Regions from separate parts of the Mus musculus genome. Here regions 1 and 3 are each linked to region 2. A link is a contact called in public ChIA-PET data. All regions are on one chromosome and are shown on one strand. Each heading gives the region's core, a stretch centred on a gene start, on an enhancer-like site or on the middle of the called end of the contact. The rest is flanking DNA. Distances are from core to core; before and after follow the strand shown. Region 1 overlaps Ank (progressive ankylosis). Region 2 has its middle 13 kb from the start of Dnah5. Region 3 has its middle 11 kb from the start of Otulin.

The links. ChIA-PET counts read pairs in DNA pulled down with a chosen protein or histone mark.
Region 1: a contact with region 2 is called in an RNA polymerase II ChIA-PET map of memory CD8 T cells, with 40 read pairs. The contact joins two enhancer-like sites. A contact is called at or near these places in 1 of 484 Hi-C or Micro-C datasets (the N1E-115 cell line) and 1 of 115 datasets of contacts at active chromatin or transcription factors (memory CD8 T cells).
Region 3: a contact with region 2 is called in an RNA polymerase II ChIA-PET map of memory CD8 T cells, with 8 read pairs. The contact joins two enhancer-like sites. A contact is called at or near these places in 2 of 39 promoter capture datasets (embryonic stem cells and pre-B cells), 2 of 15 datasets of contacts at CTCF or cohesin (embryonic stem cells and stem cell-derived epiblast-like cells), 41 of 484 Hi-C or Micro-C datasets (the AML12 cell line, B cells, the Ba/F3 cell line and 21 more), 6 of 115 datasets of contacts at active chromatin or transcription factors (astrocytes, bone marrow-derived dendritic cells, embryonic basal ganglia and 3 more) and 1 of 9 other capture datasets (adipose tissue).

Annotation. Positions count from the first base shown.
Region 1 is chr15:27,594,473-27,598,071 of GRCm38.p6, forward strand. Ank (progressive ankylosis) reads left to right here. Exons shown (of 12, transcript NM_020332.4): 12 at 1-437. It also overlaps a transcript of Otulin not described here. Among named protein-coding and RNA genes, the nearest start is that of Mir7117, 25 kb to the left of the region's middle. Within about 2 kb of position 2,174, at least 254 of the 459 cell types and tissues checked have an H3K27ac peak or open chromatin away from gene starts, as enhancers often do. A contact at or near this core is called in memory CD8 T cells, where this site is marked.
Region 2 is chr15:28,188,352-28,192,327 of GRCm38.p6, forward strand. It overlaps a transcript of Dnah5 not described here. Among named protein-coding and RNA genes, the nearest start is that of Dnah5, 13 kb to the right of the region's middle. Within about 2 kb of position 1,465, at least 48 of the 459 cell types and tissues checked have an H3K27ac peak or open chromatin away from gene starts, as enhancers often do. A contact at or near this core is called in memory CD8 T cells, where this site is marked.
Region 3 is chr15:27,639,521-27,643,436 of GRCm38.p6, forward strand. No RefSeq gene overlaps it. Among named protein-coding and RNA genes, the nearest start is that of Otulin, 11 kb to the left of the region's middle. Within about 2 kb of position 1,896, at least 45 of the 459 cell types and tissues checked have an H3K27ac peak or open chromatin away from gene starts, as enhancers often do. A contact at or near this core is called in memory CD8 T cells, where this site is marked.

The sequences.
Region 1 (3,599 bases), core at 924-3,423, 590 kb before region 2:
GCTCCACATACCTACAGCTTACTCGGGTTGTACCAGTGACCGCTGTATGTTACAGCCTTCTACACGTCCCTTGTGTATGAATGTAAGGGCCTACAGATCCAATTGATGGGCAACCTCGGGAGGAAATGGATCCACTACTGTAGACAGGCAAAGGTGGGAAGGGCGGAGGGAAAAGGGCGGAAGGCGGGCCTCTTGTGCTTATTATTTTGGTGTTGTGTAACCTCATGTTAAGACTGTCAGGGCTACACAGGCTCGCATTTCCATTTCTAGATACCCAGTGTCCCTCATATGTGCCCACCATGGGAACAAATCCTATGTGCTTCCGTAGCTGCTTGTGGGTGACGTCAGGGGCAGATCTGAAAGATAACTGAAAGTCTTAATTGTATTGGCTTTTTAAAGTACATGACTAGAAAATTAAACAGCAATATTTTTTAAAATGTGTGGCTATTTTCATGCTTCTGGGGTTGGAGCTTAAATACCAAATATCAAATTCGAAATCCTTTCCCTTTAAAGTCAAGAAAAGCTAGTATCTCTTTATTGTGCACTTGGGACATGTAGCTTAGAGCCCAGAGCCGCCTTCATCAGGATGACTGGACATCAGCTGTGTAAGATGTCCCGAGCCCCTGGAATGCAGTGCCAGGCCCAGGCCTCTGCAATGGAGCTGCGGTTTGGGGGGATTTGTTCTGACCTTCCCCTCCTAGTACAGGCTCCTCCACACACATTCTGTGGGCCTGTTTTGTCACCTGACACCCTGAGACAGCTGCCATACTGTTGTATTCAAACAAAGAATTCCACGGCCTAGACTTGGGAAGGGCCTTTCTCCTCTTTCCACAAGCATTAAGGGCAGCCTTTCTAGCTCAGCAGCTGAGTGTTCTTTTTAAACATATTGCTCAGCTAACAAACTGAAAAGGACCATGTCTGTGAAATCCTCAAGGACTGTGGGAAGATCATTCTCAAGGTTAAGCGACAAATACAACCTAAAGTTGCAGAGGCAGGAGACAAGTTTTCCTCAAAATACTGAGTTAGGATGGCCTTTCTAGAGTGAGGGTTTTCTCCGAGAAACTAGAGAAGCCTGTTTATCTGAGGGGCAACCGAGGGTCATTCTAAGTGCACACCTGACCTGCTGCTGGCTCTGCCCTTGTTTACTGGGTGCTGGCACACAGGCCCTCTCTAAGGCCCCCTGGAACTGAGTAAACAGGACTGCTGTGACTCAGGAAGGACAAAGCCTGCCCACTGCAGGGCTCCGGGAGTGTGAGCGGCTTGCGGTTGGCTTGGTGGGAACTCACCAGGGATCCTTCCACTGCGAAGGCCTTGTTTGTATCTGTGGGTTGGAGCTGGTCAGTGTCTCCCTGCTGCCCGTGTTGGGCTTGGGCTTGGGCATCTGGAGTCAAAGGCACTCTTCTCTCGGTTGGGACCATCTGTTTCTTGGCCTTCGCTCATGCTTTGGCTTGGAAATGTTCAGAGAGGGCCTCAGAAATGAAAACACTTATTCTGAGCTGCAGTAATTACTTAAGTACTTAAGCACTTTAAACTCCGTGGACCCTATTGCTTTCTTGCAATGCAGCCCCTCCTGGATGTGGCAGGACTGAGACAATGGCCTTGGTCATGGGGAAAGTGACTGCATTTTATCTTTAATAAATAGTTTTACCACTCCCTTAGTGCAGGTGAGTGGGTGTGTGTGCCTGTTTCAGAGAGGAAACAAAGACTCCCTCTGATTCTAGTTCCCCAATCTCCCACCTTCCTAACTGCTCTGTTTGAAAATATTTTCTTCTGAAATAGGCAAAGGGAAAGGAACATTTTCCAAGATTCAGCAACTTTCTCTCCATACTGAAGCGAGAGCAAGAGATGTGCTGCAAAATAGGAAATCCTAATATTCTTATAATTATCTATTTTTAGTTTGAGACAGGGTCACTCTACATATCCCTGGCTGTCCTGGGACTCTATGTGGACCAGGATGACCTTGAACGCACGGAGATCCATGTGGCTCTGCTTCCCAAGTGCTGGGATTAAAGGTGTGCACCACCACACCTGGCCTCTTCTAATGAAATGATGTTACCTGAGCAATGTTTCCTTGTACTTTTTTCTGCTTCAGTAAAGCTCTGAATAGAACATGACCAGAACACCATGTGCTGCTTTGTGTCTGGTTTAGGGTACTGCAGGCAAGCTAAGCCTTCTGTGCTCCACCAGGAGAGGGTTGTTTTCAATGCTGCCTGTCACACACTTTTATAACCAAAAGTATAATAATGCTATCTCTGGTGGGACCTGGGAAGGTGAGGTGACTTCAGTGTTAGCTGTGCAAACCCAGTGTCTTGTCTGCCTTTCCACAAGAGCCTCACACAAGGCTCTTTTATAAAAAGCTTGAAGCATCAAAAAGCACGGTTTTCAGCAATGTATCTGGAAACCATGAGAGCTGCTTCTCTGTGTGGTTATTCTGAGCCTCTATTTTTGTCATTCGAAGTGGCAAAACATCAGGTGACTCATCAGCTGATCTAACCACACATGAAACAGGATGTAGTGGAAATCTCAAGAAAGGCCTGGGTGCCCTGCTCAAAGGCTGGTGACTAAAATTAACACACCAAAGCTAAACAAGAGGCAAACAGGACTGTAATCAACAACCCGAACCCCACTTTACAAGTCAGGAAACAACTCACTGCATTGTTTACTGTCTGATCTCAAAGGGGAAAATAATGAGAAGACAAGGAAACCTTAAGTTTCATTCTCCCCACCACAAGACAGAAGGGTGGTCGTTAGCTCCGTTAACTGATGTGGTGCCCTACCAGGAAGAGCACCTAAATCCAAGGAAACAAATTCTCTGCCAAGTGCAAGTGGTGCCAGACTTGTAACTAGTACCTTACAAAAACTTAGTAATTCATTTTCAGAATTTCTACTTAGTGTGTATCTTTGCGTATATACACTTTAGTGTGGAGATTCACAAACTGTGCACACAACAGAGTCCAGAAGAGGGACCAAGTGTCCTGTCGAGTAGTAGTCTTATCTCCTTTGAGATGGAGGCCCTTAGAAGCCATCAAGACCCACGAATCTGGCCTTTGACACCCCCCATGCCCCCTGGGGCTTACTAAGTGGATGCTGGGAGCAGAACTCTCATCCTTGTGATTTCACAGCAAACCTTCTGAATCACTAAGCTGCCTTTCCGGTCCAATGATAATCTTTCTCTCCTGCATTTGCAATCAATCAAACAGGGTCTCTCAAAACCTGACTAGGGAGATGCGCTTTTAGAGGTGACTGTCAGACACACGTGGATAGACTTACTGGATGGTTTATGCAGGAGACACACATGGACAGAGTTAGCTTTTATACAGTACCTCTTTTCACCTGGGCCAGTAACTCCAAATGCACTTATTAGCAAGACTTGACATCTACTTCTGTACAAACAATGTCAACCAATATACAAGCTGAGACCACAGACAAGAACCGAAAGCCTTTCTACTTGAAAAAGAAGTCCTTAGTGTACAAGGAGAGAGGGGATGAGAGCAGAACTGCTCCAACCCAGCAGCCGTGAGGACTCACTAAGAGAAAACTCTTCCTTCTGCTCAAGAGGGTAAAAAATCTCTGGTCTGGGCAAAAATCGAACACTAAGT
Region 2 (3,976 bases), core at 215-2,714:
CATTTTATTAACCTCCGAACATAAGACTTTATAGGGCATGAGATTGAAAGCCTGTAACTCTTGTAACTGGAATTCTAAAGATTTCTTCTTAAAAGGAGAAAGCCCGACAAAGCTGTCTGCTGATGGCGGGTACAGCGCTCTTTTCATGTGGGTTTATAGACCCATCATTAATAAAAGAACCTTCCCAACATGACACTCCTGTGCCAACAAACAGCATTCGACAGTTCTCTGAAAGGAAAGCCTGAAACTCAGGCTGGAAGGTAAGCAAGAGCAAGCTGAGGCTCATTACATTGAAATTCACTTTTGTGCTCAATTCAATTAATAAAACGCTACCTTTCATTCCTAATGCACTTGATAAGAAGAAAGAGTAACTACGTGTGTCTCTCAAGGCAATAAAGAATGGAGGAGTCAGTCTTGATGGCCATCTCATGCTGGAGGGAGAATGGGAAGCCCCCACCTTCTGTTTGGTAAGGGCTGCAGTAGGAAAGTGGCTTGTAGGAGGGGCTTGTAGGAGGGGCGGGACTTGGCCTTTCCATTCCTCGACATTTTCTTCCTTTATATGTCCCATATCTCTGTCACTGGTTATTTTATCCCAACAAATCAGACAGGAAACCAAGAAGAATGAGAACCGCAACGATCTGAGAGACACTGTCACAGGGATTGAAAGACGGGGATTGTTATTTAACAAAAAGGAATATCATGTTGACTTATACACAATGCAGGCAGTTTAAAAATGGTCATTCAGTGTGTATTTATTTCATGAGCTCTTGAGAAGTGCCAGGTGTTGTGTTAATGACAATATTTTAAAGTCACCTTTTTTTGTTGTTGTTTGTTTGTTTTAAACACTCATTAGGTTATATTTCTAAAATGCCATTATAGGGCTGGGGATACGCCTGAGTTGGCAAAGCGCTTGCCTACAGTGCACGAAGTTCCGGGTTTGATTCCCAGCACTGCACGCTTCAGGCATGTTGGTGCGTGTCAGTAGCTCCAGCACTCAGGACACAGAGGCAGGGGGGGTCAGAAGTTCAAGATCACCTTCAGTTACCTCTCGAGTTTCAGGTCAACTTTAAGCTCTAGGACTTCATGTCTAAAAAATACCCCAAAAACCAAAAACCAAAAACCAAAAAACCCAAAAAACAAAAACCACCCCAAACCAAAAACAAAAACAACCCCCCAAAACAAAACAAAAAACAAAAATCCAACCAAAACAACAAAACAACAACAAAAACCCAAACCCACTATTATTCACTATGAAAACTATTACACGCAAGATCAGACTCAAGGAACAGCTAACGCGCGTGCAACTTCAGAGGGAAGCTGTAAGATTCTGAAGAGACCCCATAAAAGAAAGGATGTAGAGAGGTTTCTGAGACTTGAATGAGGCGTGAGCATCAGAGAGAGTGCGGTAGGTAGGCAGACGCTGACAAAGCTGCGAGGACAAAGCACCTGTATCCTTATTGGCCAGAGTGGGTGCCTGTAGTGTGAGCCGGTGTGGTGTAGCACGCCTGCGGTCACCTGCGGAGTCATCACAGTTCCTTAAAGTCACCCTTTCCTGTAAACGTCGAGTGGTTTCACAAAGCGGCAGATTCAAGCCTGTGTTTTAGGGAAGGGGAAGGAAATGGAGAATCAGAGAGAAACCATTTTCTCCCAGGCCTTTCTGGTTCAGGCTTAGAGCGCCCTCTTGATCACACACTTTCTTCCAAACTGAAGGCAACTTTTCACAGACTGCGTCTCATTTTTAATTTCCCCCTTAAGTTCTCAGACTTGCTACCGCGCCTCCTCATTTACATGATTTAGCTCGGTTTCGGAACTGAATTTTAACAGATGTTATTATATTCGAAACAGTAACTCTTCAAGCATTTTAAGGGTAGGTTTTGAGTATTTTGCTTCACGAGGTTCATGTGTGATCTTTGATCTCCTTCCCCCCTCCCCCTCCCCTTCCTCTCCCCCTCCCTCTCCCCTTCCTCTCCCCCTCCCCATCCCTTTCCCCTTCCTCTCCCCTCCCCCTTTCTCTCCCCCTCCCCTCCCCCTTTCTCCCTCCCCCTCCCTTTCCCCCCTTCCTCTCCCCTCCCCCCTTCTCTCCTTCTCCCCTCTCCCCCTCCCCCCTCTCCCCTCCCCCTCCCCCTCCCTCTCCCCTGTGTTGGAAGGTGGGTGAGTAATGAATGAATCCAGGGAACATCTTCTTTTCTCTGTTGTAAGCTTGTGCAGGCAGCAAGTTGTCCTATATTGGAATAACATCCTTAACGTGGCATAAAATCTCACTGAGTGCATTCATGTTGGTGGCCTTTGGTGAGATTAATGAGCTTCAGTAAACACTTTTCTTAAAATACATTAATATTCTATCAAAATCATACCTGTAGTCTTTTAACGAGAAATGTCCACCACAAGCACGTGCATTTGAACACTTGATCCACAGCTAGTGATGCTGTTTGGGGAGGGGGCGGCGTAGCCATGATGGAGGAAGCACACCACTAGGGGTAGGTTTCACGCCGTTTTCAGTTTGCTTGCTCTGCTCTGTGCTCATGGTTGCTATAAGATCTCTGCCCTTCCCAGTCACCACACAGATGCTTGCTGCCCTGCTACCCTGATCTTCCTGACACAGTTACCATGCAGACGCTTGCTGCCACGCTGCCCTGACACACCAGATCCATACCCTTCTGGAACCATGAACATCAATACACTTTTCTTCCATAAGTTGGTTTGCTCACGACAATTTAGCACAGCAGTAGAAAAGTACTAATGCTTGAAAGACGAACTTAACCTGGAATCATCTTAGACTATATTAAGAGCTATGGTTACCTAAAAAAGGAATCATACCACAAAGTTGGAGAGCTTCGGAGTCATATCCGAAACCTTCCCTATGTCCCCTGCATTTTTCTATTTTTATTATTTTATTTTCTGATATATTAAAACTTATTTTTACTTATTAGGTTTGTCCTTGGACATTTTTTTTCACACGTACACAATGCACAGTGACTCCCCGTACCTTGCACTTCCTTCCTACCCCAGTTCAGAGCTCTCCTGAATCCCTTTCCTGTTCCTATATACTCATTTTGTTTGGTGATCTGCTGAGATTAACCAGGGACATCCGTGTGACCACGGGTTGGGAAAAATCTCTTGGAACCTGATGGCTCAGCAGTGGGCCCACAACCAGAGACACTAATCCCATGTCTCAGAATATATTAGGAGCCAGTGGTTGAGATATGAAGGATAGGGCCCTGTGAGCTTCTCCACCTCCGTTGACTGATGGTTGATAGTGTTAGTCTTGTGTGGGTCAAATGCAGCTAACTCTAGTTGTGACGATTGCAACAGTCATACCAACGCTGTGGTAGAAAAAGCTGCCCTTCTCTGCTTTCTGGTAGTATACGATTTTAAGATGAAAAACGATTTGAATCCATTGTTCCGAACAATTTTATATCAATTACTACTCTATTGTAAGGGCTACATTTGAAAGAATCTTTCAATTATCTGACCTTTTCGTTTTCATGTGTAGGTACATACAAGTCCCACCTTGGAACCCATTTCATTCAAGGAAGGTTAATTGGTACCTCTAATGGTGCCATTTCCTCTGTGGGTCTGAGTATACCCAGGGGCTACGTTTGAGTATTAGCTTTAGTATTTTTTAGTGGAAGGCCAAGAAATGGAGAAGAGTCAGGATGTGGGCAGAAGACACAGGAATGAGACATTGTTTTGTAAGGAGGATGCCAGACATCTCCACAGTGCTTTCTTGCCTCTGCTTTGTTGGGAAGCTGTGGTGCTGGCTTTTTTTTTTTTTTTTTTTTTTTGCATAGGCAGCAAGGACAACCATTGTCAAAGCCCGAAAGGCACATTTGATCCGTATGGAGTTTCAATAACTCAGTTTTCCTGGCAATACTATGAGTTTATTCTTTGTGCCGTGGTGAAAGGGATTTATGTCTGATTTCCGAACTAACACTGCAGTGCTGTTGCTGTTGAGCAGAAGAATACTGTGAGTTTG
Region 3 (3,916 bases), core at 646-3,145, 550 kb before region 2:
GGCCAAAGGGGGGGAGTGGGTGGGTAGGGGAGTGGGGGTGGGTGGGTAAGGGGGACTTTTGGTATAGCATTGGAAATGTAAATGAGCTAAATACCTAATAAAAAATGGAAAAAAAAAAAAAAAAAAAAAAAAAAAAGAAAATGTGGTACATTTACACAATGGAGTACTACTCAGCTATTAAAAAGAATGAATTTATGAAATTCCTAGGCAAATGGTTGGACCTGGAGGGTATCATCCTGAGTGAGGTACCCCAATCACAAAAGAACTCAAATGATATGTTCTCACTGATAAGTGGATATTAGCCCAGAAACTTAGGATCCCCAAGATATAAGATACAATTTGCTAAATGCATGAAACTCAAGAAGAACGAAGACCAAAGTATGGACACTTTGCCCCTTCTTAGAATTGGGAACAGAACACCCAAGGAAGGAGTTACAGAGACAAAGTTTGGAGCTGAGACGAAAGGATGGACCATCTAGAGACTGCCACACCTGGGGATCCATCCCATAATCAGCCTCCAAACGCTGACACCATTGTATACACTAGCAAGATTTTGCTGAAAGGACCCTGATAGAGCTTTCTCTTGTGAGACTATACCGGGGCCTAGCAAACACAGAAGTGGATGCTCACAGTCAGCTATTGGATGGATCACAGGGCCCTCAATGGAGGAGCTAGAGAAAGTACCCAAGGAGCTAAAGGGATCTGCAACCCTATAGGTGGAACAACAATATGAACTAACCAGTACCCCGGAGCTCTTGTCTCTAGCTGCATATGTATCAAAAGATTGCCTAGTCGACCATCACTGGAAAGAGAGGCCCATTGGTCATGCAAACTTTATATGCCCCAGTACAGGGGAACGCCAGGGCCAAAAAGTGGGAGTGGGTGGGTAGGGGAGTGGGGGGGGAGGGTATGGGGGACTTTTGGGATAGCATTGGAAATGTAAATGAGGAAAATACCTAATAAAAAATATTAAAAAAAAAAAAAAACAAGACCAGATGACCAAACAAAAACCTATGCCTTTGTAGTTCTGAAGCTGAAAAATATCATTCAGGAAAAAAAAATGACAAGAAAGTGTTCAATTAAAAAGGAACATACCTTGCAATAGTATTAGTTTACCTGGAAACCCCAAAACTTCCCCAGGCCTCTTTATTGGGAGAACATTAGATCATAATGAAATCTATTTCTATTGTGAAAATGAAAGTTTCCTACCTAGAGGAGAGAATGATGTGATGATTGTAATTCATGGACTTGAGGCTCTCTAGTAAGATTCAACCGTTCTACCTAAACAGAACTTTGGCTTAGAAGTTATCTAGGCAGAATATAATCTTTTTTTTTTTTTTTTTTTTTTTGAGACAGGCTTTCTCTGTATAGCTCTGGCTGTCCTGGAACTCACTATGTAGACAAGGCTGGCCGTGAACTCAGAAATCCGCCTGCCTCTGTCTCCCGAGTGCTGGGATTAAAGGCGTGCGCCACCACGCCCGGCGGCAGAATATAATCTTGATTTATTTGAAAACTGAAAATGAAATGTCATACTCCTGTACCTGAGTATGTGCCATGGGTAGGATTGGGTCCTCCCAAGTTCATATGCTAAAGTCCTGATCCTCCATGGAACTGCTGAGAGTCAGGGCTGTGAGGGCAGGGACGACGTTTAGCTGAGATTATCAAGTAAAGGGGGGGCAGGGGCTCCAAAATGATGAAGCTGTTTTTCTCCCAAAGAGACAAAGACACCGGAGCCTACTCTGTCTACCGTGAGAAGACGCAGCGACGGGCCCACCACCAGAAACCAAGAAGAAAGTCCCTACCAGAAACGGTTGTCAGCCTGGTGTTAGTTCCAGGCCACAGAACAGAGGGCTGTCACAGCAACTGCAGCCAGTTAAAAACGATCACAAAACAGTTCCTTGCACTCACCTTTAAAGATCAGACACGTGTTTCCTGTGGCAAGGAAGTCTGTGAATCAGACTCTGCCCTAGAACGCCGAAGAAGCCAGAGGTGCGAACTGTAGCCATTTCCTAAGAAACTAAGGGCGAGGATATCTGTGTTGCTTACAGGAACTTTAACCTCCTCCTCCAGCAGCTTTGGATTAGGTCGGGGGTTTTCCTGTGACCCAGCCCCACCCCCTACTATTCCAACATAGCCACTGATGATAAGGTAAGCAAGCTATCAGTCTTAGCGCTTAAAAAAAAATCATACCAAGAAATTTCTGACAAAGTAAGAACTTTGGATTTTACATTAATGTGTCTGATTACTCCCTGCTTGGTTTAGACCTTAGAAGGGTATCCAGTTGAGGGTTTTGCTTGTTTGTTTGTTTGTTTTTCAAAATAAAATGAATATATAATTGCATCTCATAGCATTTGTACTCGAAGCCGCGGGCAGCTAGGATCTAACAGGTATCAAAATCCTGCCTTTGGACTTGGGCTTCTCTGCCCTTAGACATGGGTATTTTGGTGTTTACATGAAATATCTTGACTACTATGTCAATTAAATGTACTGTAGCATGGGACGATAAAGCTAATGTGTAGCAGAAACAGAACTGTGTGACTTTGGGTAGGCCATTTAACCTCTCAGTTTTCAGCCTTCAATGTCACCAGCACATGGCTTGCTCTTGAGAGTCTCTGTGGGACAAACCATGGTGCAAAGTAAGAGATGCTGGTGGCATCTTAATCGCCTGGGTGACAGACTCATGGCAAGACTGGGTGCCTTCCTTGTACCCTACTTGGGCTGAATATTGATACTAAACACAAATGGTTGTCTGGTGACACTTCTCAGAAGCAAACAAGATTGATTCTAAAGCAGATTTTTTTTTTTTTTTTTTTTTTTTTTGTGGCAAGGATTGGCCTCTAACTTGCTTTCAACAAATTTGAAGGATCTAAAATTGTTAAAATAATAGAGTGGCAAATTACTATGATATTGTGTGAAAATAAGGAGTGAGTGTGAGTGTGTGTGCGCGCGCGCGTGCACAGTGTGAGTGACTGTGGATATCTATAGAGGCCGGAAGTTGAAATCAGGTGTTTTTTTTGAAGCCAGGAGCTTTTCGCTGAACCTGGGGCTCACTAATTGGCTTATGTGGTGGTTTGAATAATAATGGCCCCCATAGGCTCATATATTTGAATGCTTGGTCCCCAGCTGATGGAGCTGTTTGGGAAAGATTAGAATATATGCCCTTAGAGAGGGAGGTGTGTCACTGGGGGTGGGATTTGGGGTTTCAAAAGCCCAGTCAATTCCTATTGAATCAGAATGTAAGCTTTCAGCTACTGCTCTAGCACCATGCCTGCCTGGTGCCCTGCTTCCCATCATGATGGTCATGGACTCTAACCCTCTGAACCATGAGCCTCAAAATAAACCCCTTCTTTCAGGAGTTGCCTTGGCCATGATGTTTTGTCATGGCAATAGAAGAGTAAGTAAGAAAGCTAGGTTAAAGCCAGTAAGCCCCTCGGAGCCTCCTGTTTCTGCCTCCCAGATGTGGGAGTTCAGGCGACCATGCCTGGTCACCCAACAATTTTTCTTAAAAAATTGTATTGGATTCTGCCTACATGTATTGTCTGTGTACCACATCTGTGTCTGGTGCCATCTTGAGGCCAGAAGAGGGCATCACATCCTCCAGCCCTGGGATTACAGATGGTTGTGAGCCTCCATATGGGTTCTAGGAATCAAACATGGTGTCCCTGTAAGAGCAGCCAATGTTCTGAACCACAAAGCCACTTCTCCAGCCTCCTGCCTAGCTTTTCACCTGGGTGCTGAAGGTCTGAACTCAGGTCTTCATGATTACGCAGTAAGCGCTTTGCCCATTGAAACTTCTTCCTGTCCCCAGTGACTGTGTTTTTAGCATGGGATTCAGAAACTCAAAGAACTGATTTTGTTGAAGCAAGCCCCCATTTTCATCTGTTTGTGAGTTCCTTAATACTTATCTCTCAACCCC